Regions from separate parts of the Mus musculus genome. Here region 1 is linked to region 2. A link is a contact called in public Hi-C data. All regions are on one chromosome and are shown on one strand. The core of a region is the stretch at or near the end of the contact, and the rest is flanking DNA. Distances in the headings are between cores, read along the strand shown. Region 1 overlaps Arhgef26 (Rho guanine nucleotide exchange factor (GEF) 26). Region 2 has its middle 460 kb from the start of Gm40061.

Evidence for each region. Hi-C and Micro-C count contacts between places; a contact is called where the count stands out from the background.
Region 1: a contact with region 2 is called in a Hi-C map of neural progenitor cells, with 1.8 times the contacts expected there. The contact joins two enhancer-like sites. A contact is called at or near these places in 2 of 484 Hi-C or Micro-C datasets (the HL-1 cell line and neural progenitor cells) and 1 of 115 datasets of contacts at active chromatin or transcription factors (astrocytes).

Annotation. Positions count from the first base shown.
Region 1 is chr3:62,452,392-62,456,158 of GRCm38.p6, forward strand. All of the region lies in intron 11 of Arhgef26 (Rho guanine nucleotide exchange factor (GEF) 26), which reads left to right. Among named protein-coding and RNA genes, the nearest start is that of Dhx36, 53 kb to the right of the region's middle. Within about 2 kb of position 1,715, at least 45 of the 459 cell types and tissues checked have an H3K27ac peak or open chromatin away from gene starts, as enhancers often do. A contact at or near this core is called in neural progenitor cells, where this site is marked.
Region 2 is chr3:61,845,686-61,849,198 of GRCm38.p6, forward strand. No RefSeq gene overlaps it. Among named protein-coding and RNA genes, the nearest start is that of Gm40061, 460 kb to the left of the region's middle. Within about 2 kb of position 1,301, at least 24 of the 459 cell types and tissues checked have an H3K27ac peak or open chromatin away from gene starts, as enhancers often do. A contact at or near this core is called in neural progenitor cells, where this site is marked.

The DNA of each region.
Region 1 (3,767 bases), core at 465-2,964, 610 kb after region 2:
GCCAACCATCTCTGAATTCATGTACATGTACTGTGAAGAGAAGCTTCTCTAGTTAAGGCTGAAAGCAGCATTTGTCTATGGGTATAAACATGTTTAGACAACAGTTTGACAATTGTGTCAGTTTAACTAAACAGCAGTAGTAGGTTGCCTCTTAAGGCCTCTTATGGCCTATGTTTTCCCTAGTTATAGGGTTTTGATTAGGCTCATACTATAAGTCATGAATTTTCTCTTGCGGAACAAGTCCTGAATCCAATCAAAGAACAATGGTTGCCCCTGTAATGGTTTTGCCATTATTTCAGTAGTGAGTACATCTTGCCTGGTTGTTGGTTCATAAGGTTCACAGTTGGTGCCATTCTCTCCTAGTAGCCTGTAGAGCACTCTTTAGCATTATGAAAGCTAGTCAGCAGGGAAGATGCTTTCTGCTTTGTTCTGCCTTTGTTTCCCTGTATTTTGCAGTCATGATACATTGTCCATTTGTGCCTTGATGCTGGCAGATATGCCGCTCAGGGAAGGCAGAATGCAGTCTAAGACAGAGGTCTCAGTCTGTTCTTCTGGGCAAGAGATCTGGGACAGATCCTATGCTTCTTAAACTCCTGTGTACCCAGATGCTGCTGTGAACTTTGAGAAGTTGGGAACAGGTCCGCTACCCACGCTGAGCCCAGGTTGAAGGAATTTGACTAATTTCCCAATGAGTGCCAAGGTATGGAGGGACTGGAAGAAAGGAAGGCCGGCCTTCTCTGGGATCTAGGCAGCATTCTTTACAACAAAGGATCACCCCCAGGGTGAACCAGAGATTAAATACCTCCTGCAGGATGGAATGCCCAGGAAAGGAAGTTCATTGACTAGATACTCCGAGCCTATCTAGATACCTTATTAGCATGGAGAACTCTAGGTTTTTATTCTACATGACTGATTGTCAGGGAACTGATTCTAATGCCTACCATTTCAATTGTGAGATTTACTGGAGGTGGTGGGTGTTGACTCTGTTTCTATCTTACCTGTTTTTCTGTCTGGTGGCAGGGTTTCACTGCCCCTGTGTTAATGGGGATAGAGATCTACATGTGATACTGGGGTTCCTGTTAATAATCATGGTTCTAGGAGGAGCATTCTCTCACTAAGAAGGAGATCTCCCTTCTCTTATTTATTTTAATTTGCTTATTGGTTTCAATATGCCTGTTTCACTAGTCACTTTGACTACTCTCCCTCATGCCCTTATTTTCCCAATCCTCCACACCATCAGTACTTAAACTTCCTATCCTGTTTGTCTCACCACTTTCATATCATGTATGTCCTACTAACTAAATCCCTTCCCCCAACATCTTAGATGTCCTACTTCCTATTAGCCCCTTCCTAGTTTTCTGGTATCTGTAAGTTGCTAGAACAACCCCAAGGCCACTTCCCACTCCCAGGTTTCTCCTGGTTTTCACTTTTGTTCATAAGAACCCTGCTGACTATTTTGTAGAATGGGCATCTTAGTTGTGTACACGGTGTTCTGTGTTTGCCTGTCATGGACCGTAAGTCACTGTACTGCTAACCAGATAACACTCTGAAAAAGACAGTCTTACTCTTCTTGAGAAGACAAGGGAGGAATGTTTTACTCTCATCTCTTTTCCTTCTGGGCTTTTCAAGAAGAATGTGGGAGATGGAGAGTCCCCTTTGTCTACCTTCATTAAAATGAGGCACAGACAGCTGCAGTTCCCACAGGCCAACAGGCTGTAGCAAGTGATATCCTTGGCTTCCTGCATTTGCAGTAGAATTTGGATTCCCCTTTGGGTCCAATGTATGCAGTGATGAGATATCTACTATGTGATCAGTGGGGGGCGGGGGGGGCACGCAAGGTCTTTTCAACCATTCATGTAACTGTAGGATACACAGAGCCATCATAAACAAGAGTCAGAGGTCCTTTCTTGTATTTCTTTTGCAGAGAAGCTGGGAGCCTAATGAATGTAGCTGTGCTGTCAGCCACCCAGACCGGGAGCTGGGCTCTGACAAAGAGGCATTGTTGGCAGGGAGCTTTGCCCTCTTCCTGCTTCAGTTAATGATTTAATTTCAACAGGAAGTATAAGGATGGGATGGAATTGTAAATGGGATCTCAGAGGCAATCATATTCTTTCTTCCTTTGGGAAAATCACAACATAAAGTAGACAGTCTATATAAGAAAATGTAGTTCGGGTTGCAATTTTTCTTTTCTTTTTCCTTTTTGAATCTAGATTCTAGGTCTGAAAATGATCTTTCACATTCAAGGGGTGCTGTTCCCTTTCTTCCAACTCAAATTATAGTCACCTTTCGTAAAAGTACCTTTCATAAACAAACAAGATATTTTAAGGAGAAATGGGCAGAACGTTGTTTTAAAGATTTGTATTTATTTTTATTTTATGCACATTGGTGTTTTGCCTGCATGTATGTTTGTGTGAAGTGCCAGATCCCTTGGTACTGGAGTTATGGTTGTGAGTTGCTATATGGGTGCTGGGGATTAGCAGCCAGTTCTCTTAACCACTGAGCCATCTCTTTGGCCCCCAGAAGCAGAATATTTTAAACAGCACACAACAATGCCACAAGCCCTTCTTGGGTGGGTGACCAAAATATAGAAGCCTTCATTTGATACTCTGAACAAGTGATATTTCACACGAAGCCTATTAACTTCACCAGTTATTATTAACAGTATTACCTATTAACAGTACCAGCCCTGACTTTCCTGGGGTAGGGATGACAGAACTACAAGTCTGATTAACATCTCTTGTATTCTCAATGACCACTTCTATTCTAAAAATGCTGGAAAAATAAATTGCCCTTAATACTTATTTTTGAGACAAGGTTTGTAATGAAGCTCATGCTAGCTGCAGTGATCTTCAGCCTCCTAAAAGCTGGGATCGCCAGCAGAGTTGAGGCTGCACTGTGTGCTGTTATTGTAGAGCTTTTCTTTCTAATACTTATCCAGCCTTTGGCAGATGTGGTGAGAAATTGGATTTCTGTGTCTGCAACCTTTTTGCAATCAAGTTTAAACCCACCATGTGTATGACTCAGTTAAAGGATAGGATCAAGGGGCTCAGCTGTAACTCCCCATGAGGAGTCTTCCACGGCATCTTCTAGTGCCATGCAAAGCTAGGTGGCCATGGGAAGGCTGTTAGTCTCTGTTCCACTTGGTCTTTTCTCCTCTGTCGTCAAATGTGGCTTCAGGAGCATCTTTCCCAGCACACTGAACACTGCTTGGGGCTTGATCATGTTTTATTCTGCTTGTCTGCTCCATCATATGAAGAGCTATGAACAGCAATGAACCCCAGCGTAGTGTAGTACCCGTACACTCAGTGAAGCTTGCTTGAAGGATTCGTTATATCTTGGGATTTGATACGCCACAGGTATCAGGGCAAAGGAAATAGTCTGAACTGCCTGTGTGGTAGGTTGCAAATGCCTCTTGTTTCATATGGTAACTGGAGAGAGTAGATGAGAGTGAGCCATGGACTTTAATAATAATGGCTTTCCTGTCTTTAGGCTTCTGTCTTTAGCAAGTGCTCGGCTCCTGCTTTAGAGACACACTCCTTCCAGTTCCCTGGTGGGGCCAGCTCCTTGGCAAGGCATGTAGAAGCCCCAGGGGAACTGGTGTGGTTTGACAGCTTCTGAGAGGGGGTGGTACTGACTCAATTGAAATGTTTTCAAGAAACAGCTCCATTCAGCAAGGGCAACAACAAGTGTCTTGTTCTGTCCTCTGGAGTCCCAGCAAGGGGCCACACTGTCTACAGGATGCCATTAGTACCCAGACAGCATGGCAC
Region 2 (3,513 bases), core at 51-2,550:
GAGGATGGCCTTGTTGGACATCAATGGGAGGTCCTTGGTCCTTTGAAGTCTTGATGTCTAAGTGTAGGGGAATGCCAGGACCGGGAAGCAGGAGTGGGTGGGTTGGGGAGCAGGGGGAGAGGGAATGGGATAGGGGGTTTTTGGAGGAGGAGACCAGGAAAGGGAATAACATTTGAAATGTAAATAAAGAAAATATCTAACTTAAAAAAAAAAGAAAAAAGAAGGGGTGATAAAGCAAAAAACAAACAAACAAACCAAAGCCAAAACAAAAACAAAAACTAAACAAAAAGAACAACAACAAAATTGGTTGACAGTATAAGCTACTATCAGTTGATATGTAATAAAGCCTTCCTAGTGTTGAGAAAGAAAAGAAACACAGGCAAGGATGAGAATGTGAGACAGGAAAGTATACTCTTCCTACTTTAGAACAATCCAAAAAAATATAATGACTGCCTTGATTTGAAACGTTCGAATTTATTTAAAAACCAATGGTACTGCTAAAGATTGAGATAAAGCTATTTTCATAATAAAAGAATTTTGGAAAATATACATTGACTATGAATGTGTAAGCAAAATGTATGTGCTTTTAATATAGTTATAACATCAAAATATAGATATTTTATTCTGTCATTCAAAATGATAGCATCATTTAGAAGTATTATTTTCAACAAGGATTTCAAGACCTAAAAGTTTTATTTAATTATTATGCAGTTGCAGTATATAAAACATCAGAACAAGACATTACAAATGAGAAGCTGAAACTAATATACAAAATGCAAAACCATCGAATCTATGGTTTTCAGAGATACTTTTTCAAAAGCTCCATAAAACAGCAGATCTCCTTTCAACTTCCAACTGGCTCCCTGAGTCGTCTCTGCCTAGTAGCAACATAACATTAAAATCCTTTGCTGCTGTGAGACAAATATTGTCTTAATATTTGTGTTCCTTCTTTATGATCAGCAATTTGGTTATTAAAGAGATTTGGCAAATGCTTTAGCTTGACTGCAGATGCAGGGGAACAGGCATTAATCGTCCAATGTGAATGAAAGCCAGAATAATAACTATGCTAGTTAATAGGATGGCAAGAGGCACTGAACCACTGTGGACAAAACAAAATGTGTGAATGAGTCACTGGCTGGATAGCACAAAATGTCAATTTCCCCAGCAAGGTTCAGCAGAAAATAGAAATAATTTGAAGTAAGGAAAAAAAAAAAGTGTTGATGTGTTGTGCTGAAAAGCCTTTGAAAAGACAGGCTTCTCTATGTGAGTGGAATATTAACAAACTCAGCATCCCAGGAATGCTAACAAGAAACACAGGCCCTGGTATAAGTCTGTGCCAAGCCAGCATCAGAAACAACTTGCATGGATTGTAGCCGAGCGGTTTTGATGAGCTGTCTGATGCCTGACAGGGGAAATACATAACTAGTTGTTCATCCACCTTTACCTACTGGCATTCCAAAATCTCAGAGGATTTACTGTAATAGTCTAAAAGGAGGCAATCACTTAAAATTAAACTTATTATTAGACTCAATGAATTTATTACATAACTTGTTTTGACATATATTTCTCACAAAATTAATATTTGTGTGGAAGTGTAGTTATTCTCGACCTAATTAAAAAGCTTTTAAAGTAAGAAAAACCCCAACAATACCAATGTTCCATTACTGTTTGGGGACCTTATGGAGAGCTGACAGTAATGTATACTGATGTAGCTACTACAGAAATCAGTATGCAAATTTCTCATAGCAAAACCTAAAAGTAGAAAAACCAAATATACTACTTCTAGGTACATACTCAAAGGACTTTAAGTCAACATTAAGAAAGATAATTGCACATCCATATTTATTGCAGTACTACTCACAGTAGAAAAATTGAAATTTGTTTTTTTTAATTGAGTATTTTCTTTATTTACATTTCAAATGTTATCTCCTTTCCTGGTTTCCCCTCTGCAAACCCCCTATCTCATCCCCCCTGGAAATTTGGCTGTTATCCTTAAATCACGTGAATGAAAAAGAATATAATAATAATAATAATAATAATAATAAACAATAATATATGTCATAAAATTTTACATGTAAAATATACATTATATCAGATATACAAATATATCAGAGAATTTTCTTCATTCATCAAGAATGAAATTGAATCACTTACTGAAAAATGAATACAACTGGATGGAGATCATTATGTTAAATGAAATAAGCTATATTCAGAAATACAAACATCACATTTTCTCTCATTTCTGATTGCTAGAAGTCCTTATAGATAGTAAAAATATGTATACAGCATATGTAGAAATAAGTGTCTGTGTGTGTGTGTTGTGTGTAAAATAAAACCAGGGGAGAAATTAAAGGAGAGAAGCAAGAAGGAAAAGAAGACAGAGAAACTGAAAGAAGAGTGTGGATGAGGGTGAACATGGTCACAGTCAATGATATACTTAAAACAATTGTCTGCAAAACCCAATACTATGTACAGAGAACATATGTTAATTTAAAAATGGTTAAGTTCAAGATGTAATGAATAACTCTAAATGATTTTTTTTCTAAGTAGCATCCAGGAGAAGATTTGCTAATTTATTCAAAGCAGTCAAGGCAGAGTATTTGAATGAAAAGAGAAAAAAATGAGTCAAATCAAAAAAGTGAAAAAACAAAGTGGACTGAAGGAAAAGCATTTGACTACTGGGACTGAGGCCTAAGTGCCAAGTACTGAAATTATTACAAGAGCAGGGCTTACACTGTGAAGGCAGAGGGCACTCAAGAAGAGGAACTCAAAAGCTATTTTTAAAAATGAAATCAGTGAAGAAAGCTGTGTAAAATACCTGAAAACATTTCAGCAAATTATCATCCTAGTAAGTACATAAATTTATAAAATCACCCATTAGAAAATGATTTTATTGAGATGTGAATTAGTTTAAGGATTTAGTGCAATCTCAAACAAAATCCCCATTTAACTCTATCTAAAATTCATAAGGTGATGAAAAGGATCGAGAAAGCTAACATGGCTTTTAAAGAGACAACAATATTGGAGGGCTGGTACTACCTACTTTGAGAATATCTGACTTACAGATTTCCTTTAAAGTGATCAAGTGGTTTCCCATGTACACCATTAATTGATTCTTTTCAACAAAGACCAAAGATAATCAATAGGAAAGAACAGCTTTTCCAACAACTGGCCTATTATGAAAATATTTATCTTTGTCCTTGGTTAACATTACAAATAAAACAAACTTCAAAATAGATTATAGATCTAAAGCAGAAAACTCAGGAGAAAAGAAAAGAAAAGAAAAGAAAAGAAAAGAAAAGAAAAGAAAAGAAAAGAAAAGAAAGAAAAGAAAAGAAAAGAAAAGAAAAGAAAAGAAAAGAAAAGAAAAGAACATATGTACTACCTGCCTTCCTTTGCTCTGTTGCTGTGATAAAACTCTGACGAAAAGCAGTTTAGAGAGGTAATGGTTTATTCAACTTACCCTTTGGGATCACAGTTCATTATCAAATGAAGCCAAGGCAGAACCTCAAG